2 separate regions of the Mus musculus genome follow, and region 1 is linked to region 2. Evidence: chromatin contacts called from public HiChIP or PLAC-seq data. All regions are on one chromosome and are shown on one strand. The core of a region is the stretch at or near the end of the contact, and the rest is flanking DNA. Distances in the headings are between cores, read along the strand shown. Region 1 holds the start of 4932412D23Rik (RIKEN cDNA 4932412D23 gene). Region 2 overlaps 4932412D23Rik (RIKEN cDNA 4932412D23 gene).

What was found. HiChIP or PLAC-seq counts read pairs in DNA pulled down with a chosen protein or histone mark.
Region 1: an H3K27ac HiChIP or PLAC-seq map of embryonic stem cells shows a contact between it and region 2, with 23 read pairs. The contact joins the promoter of 4932412D23Rik here to the enhancer-like site in region 2. A contact is called at or near these places in 1 of 39 promoter capture datasets (the 3T3-L1 cell line), 1 of 15 datasets of contacts at CTCF or cohesin (large pre-B cells), 19 of 484 Hi-C or Micro-C datasets (the C10 cell line, the C2C12 cell line, embryonic stem cells and 6 more) and 11 of 115 datasets of contacts at active chromatin or transcription factors (embryonic brain, embryonic stem cells, extraembryonic endoderm stem cells and 3 more).

The regions. Positions count from the first base shown.
Region 1 is chr16:42,872,410-42,877,531 of GRCm38.p6, reverse strand. 4932412D23Rik (RIKEN cDNA 4932412D23 gene) reads left to right here and starts at 1,945. Exons shown (of 4, transcript NR_040521.1): 1 at 1,945-2,100. It also overlaps a transcript of Zbtb20 not described here.
Region 2 is chr16:42,779,449-42,784,442 of GRCm38.p6, reverse strand. The region is part of intron 1 of 4932412D23Rik (RIKEN cDNA 4932412D23 gene); the gene reads left to right. Among named protein-coding and RNA genes, the nearest start is that of 4932412D23Rik, 94 kb to the left of the region's middle. Within about 2 kb of position 2,057, at least 134 of the 459 cell types and tissues checked have an H3K27ac peak or open chromatin away from gene starts, as enhancers often do. A contact at or near this core is called in the C2C12 cell line, embryonic stem cells, extraembryonic endoderm stem cells and 5 more, where this site is marked.

The DNA of each region.
Region 1 (5,122 bases), core at 696-3,195, 93 kb before region 2:
GCGTGGGCACTCTGACGATTTATTAGGAATTCTAACGAGCAAGGATCTGAGAGAATAAGCGAGTTGTTTGTTGGTTTGTTTCATCTACTTTCCCTAGAAGTCAAGTCAAACCTAACTGTAACGCAAAAATACAAAACGTAGTCAGATCCTGACATAGTCATTTGTGGAGAGGGTCAGAGGGTTGGGGTCTATTCCCACAATATAGAAAAATGTCCTTGAGACAAGAAGCTAAACCAGGAATCCCAGTAAATCCTGTGAGAGCGTTAACTAGCCATTGATTCCTTGAATTGAGAGCTCACACTATTTTTCCATAAACTAGTATTTGGATGTTCTAAGTTTTTCAATGGCAACAAGTTGCAGCAGTAACTTGGAACACTGTTCACTTGAAATCACTGTATACGCTGAAATTTTTTATAGCAGAAAATACCAAAGTGAGAAAAGTCCACTTTAGTAACATTCTGGTGTGTGTGTGTGTGTGTGTGTGTGTGTGTGTGTGTGTTTAAAAAATAGTAAATTTCACTGTCTAAAAAGGTAACATGTTCAACTTAAATCTGGGCCAATGATTCTGAGGACTATACCATCAGGTGCAGGCTTCCAAATGTTTTCCCATGCCATTCAGATTTCTGCTGGAGAACTGTCTTGCTTCTTCAGACCTGATTTGACCCGGTTCGGAGTAAGAGATCATCAGATTACCGAGCTAGGTAGCGTAGCTGTACGCCATATTGTGTTTTTCGCTAATGTTTATAGTCTGTGTGTGTGCCTAGCATATGCTTGTGCAAGTGTGTTTATCAATACAACTTTTACGAAATCCCTGCCTCCTGCCTCTTCTGCATCCTTAGGAAGGGGAGGGGCTGAAGGGGGACACTGAGAGCCCCCCACACAGGGAAAAGCATTAAAACAATTAGAGGACCACATTTGAATGAACTTCAAAACCATACTCCTGTATTTGGGGATGGGGTAGGTTTTGTTATTTTGTTTTGTTTTGTTTTATGTCTCAAGGTATGAGAGAGCGTTAACTTTTTTTTTTTTTTTTAATGTTTCGGAAGGGGCCCAAAGGCTAAAGAGAGGAGGACAGGGTTCAATCCTTGCCAAGCCCCCCTGTCTACGGGTGAGAGCAAGGCAGGCTGGGCTACGCGCCCAAGCCCGGGTTCTCCGAAGCCAGTTCTCTGCGCGGGAGGAAAGCGACTGGGAGGGCGGAGGGAGGGAGAGGAGAGGGGCGGGAGCCGGCGCCGCCAACAGCTCCGGAGCCCCGGCCGGTGCCCCTCAGCTCCTCTTCTGGGAAGCCGCGACTCCAGAAGCGGGGAGGAGAGACTAGACGCAGTGGCAACGACCGGACGCCCCGCCCGGGCCAGCGGCGGACCCTCCCCGCAGGGTCGCGCGAGGCCGCCGGGCGGGCGCGAGGAGGGGCGGCGGGAGGGCGCGCGGGGCGGGGCGGGGCAGAAGCCCCGGGCTGCGGCTCGGAACTCGCGCCACGGCCCCACCCCGCCCCCTCCTCGGCGGCCCGTCACCCCCGACTCCCCGCGACTCGTAGACGCCCGGCCGCGCTCCGCACGCACACACCCCTCCCTCCCGCCCGCCCCACAACAAATTAGAGTTTTTGGCGTTACCTCCTCGCGCTCTTTAATCTTCTTTCCTCAACTCCTAAACTTCCCCCCGCCCCTACTTCTTCGGCAGAAGGCCCACATTGGGCGCCCGAAGCCGCGAACCTCTACCTTGTCCTACTATTGGGCGGCTCGCATGCCACTCGCTGCTTCAGCTGACCAATAGCGTTTGGACAGCCCTCGTGAGGTTGCCGCCCATAAACAAAATGCACTCTTCCTCCTCCCCTCCGCGGCTCCTCCCCTAACTGCCCCTTCTCTCATCTCTGTCATCTTTGATTGGCCTAGGAGACACCCAATCCGCTATCTCAAGCATCAACTGGTGAGCGGAAACTTCACTCAGAGCAGTTTTAACAGTCTATTGGTCAATGTTCTCAACTCTTCCCGCCCACCAGCGCCCTGTGTAGAGAGGCCAGCTGTCTCTGGTTATTCAGTGATCCAAGAGCTGGGAAACTATTGGTCGACAGAGGCCGTCAGACCGGACTGTAGTGATCGGTGATTGGTCAGTATAGGCACGATCAAGTTTGGTTGTTTACTCCTCCACTTCCCCACCCTCCTTTTCATCCACGTCCCCGCCCCCTCCTGACTGCTTTTACTTTCTACGCATTTCTATTTCCTCCTTTATTTATTTATTTGTGATAAACTTAAATGACCCGAGGATAGAGGCGGGACTCCAAGAGGGGCTAGAGGATGACGGGCGGCGGCCCGGGGCCAATTGTCGCGGGGACTGCGGGGTGAGGGGCAGCGGCGGCGGCCAGTGAGAAGCAGGTGTCTGCCGCGCGCCGCCTATGGAGCCGGGATGCCCCAGCGGAGGCGGCGGTTACCCGCTGTCTGGCTCGCCCAGAGGGGGAGGGGAGGGAAGGGGTTCAGTGCAGGGAGGAGGGGTGTCGTGGTCACGGGCAGTGGATGTCCTAGCGAGCAGGATCCTGGCGGTGGGAGGGACCGCTGGGCGGGAGGCGACCTGAGGCCCAGGGAGACAGAGAGGCGGGAGCAGTTTTAGGACTCCCAGGGAATGTGTTTCTACAGAAAAATACCGTGTAAAACCGTCTGCAGAGAGCCGCCCTTAATATCAATGAGGATTTATTATCCTACCGGAAAAAGCAGATTATGTTTCTTATTACTAAACGCCTGAAGTACTGACGACCCAACTGAAGCCCACAAAATTCAATATCCTGGGAGCTAGAAGGAATAAAGCAACACGGAAAATTAAATGCAGTTCAGATGCTTCAATAAAACCTTCATCTTCATCCATTTGTCACTCAGCATAGTACTCCCCAGAGCCAAATTCTAACAAATACTGGTCAGGCAAGGGCGGGGTGGAGGAGGAAGGGGGTGAGGCCTGAGGCCAGCAGGAAGCCAAGGATAGATTCCTGAAAAGAATTCCTTAAAAGGACTAAGATGGAAAAAAGAATGGCTTTTCACTCTACAAAGAAAAAGAATTCCTGCCAAAATAAGAACTAATACTTTTTAAGGAGCTTAATTTGTCACGAAAGGGATTTGTCAGAAACACCAACCATACAAAGAAACTGTATTTGTAGTATTGGTTATTAATACAGAAAATAATCTTATAGATTATAGACTTGAAAAATAGATTCTGGTAGACTTGAAGTAAGTTTAAGCCTGGATTTCACGTAGGTTTCCTTGACACACACTAAATACTTTGAACACCAAATGTTTGCTTTGACTAAGTAGAAGTCTGGCAGACCATAAGCAAAACAAAATTAGCCCTGACTTAAAAAAAAAAAATAGCACAAGGCCTTGACTTCATTAGTACATTAGGGCCTTTCTGAAGATTATGGGTGTGGCTATCAGAATCTAGAAATTGCTTAAAATATAAGAGAACTGAAGGATGTTCAAAGTAAAAAGTGCTACCGAGTGTGGATTTAAATTTGTGTATAAACTCTAAGTAAAAGTTTTACAGGAAATAGTCTGTGCAGAACAATCAGCTTCACGTGAGAAAATTAAGTAAAATTTAACAAAAGTGGGCAACTACTTAACCCCATAACTTTAAGAAGAAATGACTACTTCAAATTCTTATCATTTCTCATAAATTTTTAAAGATACTTTGCAGTGTTTTGTAAATGTGAGGATTATGATGAGGAATCATAAGGGCAACTATGTAAAATATATAACAGTGACAAGGTGAGGCCTTGGGTGTTACTACCTGTATTTTTTACTGTCCAATTCTGCTGTTAAAAGGCGTTGAGCTCTAAGGAATATCTCAGTGTTCATGTTTACATTGCATGGCTACCCTGACTACTGTGGGTTTTTGTTTCTCCCAGACAGAGACACCCCAGACATGTATTAAGAATGCCCTAATTGTGGGGCATGAGATATTTGCTCCTTACCATTTAAGAGAACTGGAGAGTGCCTGTTGGTGAGCTGGTGCGGCAGTTCAGTGGGTGAAGGGGATGATGCCAGGCCTGGTGATCTGAGTTTGATTCCCCATAACCCACCTGGTAGAAGGGAAGGACCAACTGCCCCAAGTTTTCCTCTAACCTCTAAACTTGCATCATGTACCTACACAAACACAAAATTAAATGAATGAATAAACATTTTTAAATTGTGTCCAAAAAGGTTAAGAAATTAAAGAAAAAAAAAGTTGATCAAAAATAAAAGATTAGCAGTTGCCTAGAAAAGGTTTATAAAAATGTCTTTTAGTCATCGAATCACAATCTGTTTGCCTCTTTCCAGTAGTCTATTTCTTCATTCACTCAACAAGCATAAGTATATATTCTTCACACTAATTAAAAATTTTAAATGGAGACAAAAATACCAAAACTAAGACTGGATTTGGCTTTTTTTTTTTTTCCTCCAGAGTTCTCTGCTTCTTAAAGAAAAGAAACAAATTACTCTGCTGTGCATGTTTGCATCATTTACGACGTGGGAGTATATAAAACACCACCTTCCAAAGGAATTAGAAAAATCGGAATACACTGAAATTATCACTATGTTGAATGAAAAAATAAATCAGTTACTACTCTCATGGGACTTAGATTCTATGAGGGCACTACATAGCTGCAGCATAATATATGAGGTCATATATAACATAACTATATACCATGTAGCATAATTAACGGCACCACTAGGTGAAGTAGAGAAAGTCTGAGTGATGTGATATATAAAATCCTGTAGTATATCAGAAAATATAAAATATTTACATCTGAGAGACAATTGAGAAAACCTCAGTGACCAGTAAGTATTCAAAAGAAGCCCACAGGAGAAAGCAATAAATGTCCAGCATAGCGAAAGGCTTTGGAACTTCTTGAATCCATAAACCCACTTTTGCCTAAAAACAATTATTCTCTGGGATGGCTATACTCTTATTGCCGACGTAATATTGGTATTTAGAAGATCCATTAGGGAACTTACAACCCTGTATATGATACACATCACTTAATAGTTTTACCCTTTAAAGAACAGGCCTGCTTTTCTATACATGAGCTCACTGATAACAAAAACACATTAACAGCAATAAGAAAATAGGAAAATAAAAATCTTCCTCTCCTAGTGGCATAAAATTG
Region 2 (4,994 bases), core at 808-3,307:
CCTGTTGGGCTGTCTCAAATTCGTGGACATGTGGCCATTTTTGCAGATGAAGATCTAAAAATTGGAATTTTACTGTGAAAGTACCCACCTTACTCCACAAAGCAGGCTTGCATGCATGAAATAACTTTATTGTTTGAGTGTTAATATATCAGCGGCCTGAGAGGGGCAGGAAGAAGAACATGTTCTTTTTCAAGGAGAGTAGTTGCCTGGTAGTTGCCATAGAAACTGGAAACCGATGTACAGATATCCTGCTAGAAAATTTCCACATATTGAAGATGTCTTGCTGTCTGATCGATAGCTAAGAGAGTTTGATTAGCTTCATTAATTAAAGCAGAGGTACCTACAATGGAGAGAATGTGTCTTAGCTAATATGCAAATCTGTTTCTTGGGGTCTGAGAAAAATATCATGTAAGTGTTTTTAATGAAGCATAATGTACACAAGTGCACATATCATAAGCATAGAGCTTAATGAGATGCCTCATAGTGGATGCGGCTGTGCCTCTGATTCAATAGTAATAATATCAAAAATGTTAGTAACATTCTAGAAGCAATTTGTGTGCTCCCTTCTAGCCAGTGCTCTTCCAAAGAGGCTCCTAGCACTGTGTGTGTGTTACTTCACTGTTTGGAGGCTCTAGAGCAAGGGAGCATGCAGCATGCAGGTGTGTGTGTGTGTGTGTGTGTGTGTGTGTGTGTGTGTGTGTGTGGTTTGTTTTTTGTCTTAAGTCAGTTTTCTTACATTCAACATTACACCTGTGTGTAACATGACTAGGGTTTTTTTTTCCTGTACTTTTTAATTTTTATTTATTTATTTATTTATTTATTTATTTTATTTATTTATTTTGGTTTTTCAAGACAGGGTTTCTCTGTATAGCCCTGGCTGTCCTGGAGCTCACTTTGTAGACCAGGCTGGCCTCGAACTCAGAAATCCGCCTGCCTCTGCCTCCTGAGTGCTGGGATTAAAGGCGTGCGCCACCACGCCTGGCCTAATTTTTATTTTTAAAAGTATTTTTTTGTCTATAACATGTATTTTAGTGCTTGGTGCCTATAAGCAAACCGAGTATGCTTCCAAGTTTAAATGATTCTAAGATTAAGGAATGACAGCACTTATTTGAATTTCTTGACATTGGCTCACGCCTTTAATCCCAGCACTTGGGAGGCAGCGGCAGGCAGATTTCTGAGTTAATCTCATCTCATTAATCCCAGCCTGGTCTACAAAGTGAGTTCCAGGACAGCCAAGGCTACACAGAGAAACCCTGTCTCGAGAACCAAAACAAAAAACAAAAACAAAACAAAACATAAAACAAAACAAAACAAAATTTCTTGACTTGAAACCCAAGCTGAATTTATGAGTTCAGAGAGAACCAATTGTTCATAGCCATAAACTATAGTGACGCCAGCTAGAGATTGCTTATGTATTGTTGAATACCCACTATGCATGAATCTTTGAAGGTATTCTGATAGTTATGAAGGCAAGTAAAGGAGGAGGAGGAGGAGGAGGAGGAGGAGGAGGAGGGGTGGCAGTGGCTCATATTCTCAAGGAGTCTATCAGTCTTATCGGGGAAACAGAGCACTAAACTCAAATGATTATTCCAGGCAAAATTAAGAATCTACAAAACAGAAACAGCTGAGAAGATGCAGGCGCATCGATAAAGCATGACCCATCTCCCAGAAACCTATAAAAGTCCCATTGAGATAAACTTTGAGCTTCCTCTAACCTTCCAGCTTCTAAGATTTCATTAAAATTCTCTGTACAAAAGTAGGATCTTTATTCCCACTGGCTAGCCATTAGAGTTTATGGCTGTTCAGCGTATCCAGCACTTAGTCAAGAGGGGGCAGCATTCATCCTTTTTCTGAAACGAGTAGAACTCTGGCTGCCTGTCTTTCTAGGAAAAGAATACTTTAATCAGATAGAATTTCAGAGCATGCATATATTTTATGCCCCTGTTTTAATTGTTTGTTTATAGAGATGGTAACTGATGTGTACAGCTATGTTACTGAGACCAACAAATGAGTCCTGTTTAAGTAAGTGGAGCTGTGTCAGTGCCCAGAGATCCCCTTTCTCTGCCTTTGTCCCTTTCCTGGGCGTGGCAGCCTTGCTCAGACTCAGATTGCAAAAGGGCGGTGGCTGAAATGAACAAAAGAATTCAGACTTCTACTTTTCCCCAAAGAAAAGGCCAGCCAAGGGGAAGCCCCGGGAAAAAAAGGACTGTGTGTCTCCCATTGTTCTAACTATCTGATGCTTTCTTTCTTTTTCTTTCTTCTGAATGTTTGTTTACCTTAAACCTGTATTTGTAAGCATTGTTATTATAATAAAGGTAACTAAATAATCCCACTGGGGATTAGTGGCTGCCTTCTGTTTTAGGGGTGGTCTCCTTATCAACCAAGTAACCCTTAGAGCCCTTAGAGTTAAAGCAATGCATAGTGCCTGGTAGTTCTTTTCCAGCAGAAGCAGGGGCAGGGGCGTGGTAGTGAAAACTGAGAGAGGTTTAGCTGAAGCTATCAGACCACGTGTCTCTCTGACCTCCAACTGCCAGACCTCCAGATAACCAACTCCCTTTTGTTAGTGAGCCACTTTGATTTTAATGAGAGACATATAACCCCTCCCATGTTTTACGTGATTGACTTTGAGAAAATCAATGTTGATGGCCAAAAACGCCAAATTAACATCAGAGTAGATTTCCTTATACTGTATACAGCCTTAAATAGCCCTCTGAATGACATTTTGTTTTTTATTTAAGGAGTAGACCTTAGCCAAATGTCCTTGAATGATAAAAGAGAGTTGGCCCTCCCCATAATTAGCTTTTGTAAATATCAAGTCAAGGGTCAGAGCAAAGGTCATCTGATTTCTTTCTTTTGTGTAGAACAAGGGGCTTTAGTGACCATGACTGATTTTAGATCCAGCAAAGAATGAGGTCATTGCTTTTTACACAGACTGCATTGGATGAATCACAGAAACCATGGCAGTAACGTGAATACCAAATAATAACTGATAATTTGCGTACCAGTTACAAATACGCCTAATCTTAGATCTAGTAAAATGCTTTACTCTGTCAAGGAAATGAGGCTGCGGGATCAGCTCCTGAAAGGATTGCCAGTGACCTCATGCAGCTGTGATGTGAAGCTACAAAGCACTTGTCACATGCCACAGCTGAGGTCAGAAGTAGATCCTATCCAGGGACTTCACAGAGGGCGATAAAAAAAAAACCTCCGACTTTTAACTCTTTCAGCACTAGTCACGTAAACGCTACAATATATAAAATTTCAAGCTCATTTGAGAAATAAGACAAAAAATATTTTCATTTCTTTTGAAATTAAGCATCAGGGTTTGGAAACCACTTCTACTTAAACCAAACAGTGATTTCAAATGTGTTCATCAAGTGATGCTTTAGACTTTCCTTTTTAGAAAAAAAAAAAAAAAAAAGAAATAAAAAGGAAAAGACAGAACTGCTCCTCGATATGGGGGAGGAGGGATGTCATTGTAGATGAAAGGGGGAGCTTAGCCAGACTCAGAGACATCTGGGAGAATCCCGAGTGGACATGACCCTGAGCCATCGGAGTATGGGAGGGAGGAGAAGGGAGAGGAGAGAGAGGGAACCAGTTGCAGCAACCTATAGGGCAAAGATACAAAAAGTGTGGGTAACCAAAATGGCTGGATCATATAGGGGGGAGCAATCCAGCCCCCTGGGCTAGAGAGTTCAGGGTAGGGGGCAGAGATGCAAACGAGGAAGAACTTGTAGCAGGTAGGGGCTGAAGAACGCTGGGAGAACATGGATGCCACATTTGCTTTGATATGTTAAATAGGCACTTCAGCCATTTGTCCCAGAATTTGAAATTTAATATAAACCATCCTATCTTGGGATGGTAAGGTCTGAAAAATCTCTCCAGGATGTAAACACTGTGGTTGTAAAATGAGGACAATATCAGGCGAGCTGGTACAGCTGGGCAACCCTCCCTGGACAAGGTCTTGGAGGTCATTTAATCTAACTGCCTTATTTCACAATGAGGAAAACTTTGGCCTATGCATATTATAAGATATATGTGGAATTAGTTTTCTTCCTAGTTATTTACAATGTGTTTTCCTAGGTTCTCAGGAAACATAATAAACTTAGACCAGTAGATCATTGCAAGAGTGATAAGAATGGGAGATAGGGAATTTTAGGGAGTGGGACCCTGAAGGCAGTATCTCCATTCTTGTCCTCAGCCAGAAGCTAGATTTGTCCTCTTATGCTGGCTAGAGGCCAGGAATGCCAGAAGGAATCTCTGGTTTCTTGTTATCTCTCTCTTCTCCGCAATGCATCACTCCTGCCTGGAAGCTTTACTGAGTAAGGCCAAACCCCAGTATTGGCGCTAGTCCCTTCTGGTGAGTAATTTTGGAGCTGGGTCTCCGGATTTCAATAGTGGAAATAGCTACATCTACTCCCCAGTATAACCCATCTCTTAAATGATTCCTGAGCCTTAACTTTTGAGAGGGTAATGCTAGATAGCCAGATAGGAATTATTGGAGGGCACTGAGGATAGATTCCTCTCTTGTAGTTATTTTTGGACCCATCCCTCATTTCTCTCCCAATTACATTAGAAGCAGAAATTGTCCTCCACCCCAAGCACCCTGATCAAAACAAGGAGGATCACCTTGGACCCTGGGTGGAGGCGCAGTGATCTGGTGCAAACTATTGGACCTGGTATCTGCTATTGACTCCTCTTTCAAGAGTTGAGTCTACGAGACTCGAGCCCCGGGCTACCTTGCCAGCAGAGTCTTGCCCAACACCCGCAAGGGTCCACACGGGACTCCCCACGGGACCCTAAGACCGCTGGTGAGTGGATCACAGTGCCTGCCCCAATCCAATCGCGCGGAACTTGAGACTGCGGTACATAGGGAAGCAGGCTACCCGGGCCTGATCTGGGGCACAAGTCCCTTCCGCTCGACTCGTGACTCGAGCCCCGGGCTACCTTGCCAGCAGAGTCTTGCCCAACACCCGCAAGGGTCCACACGGGAC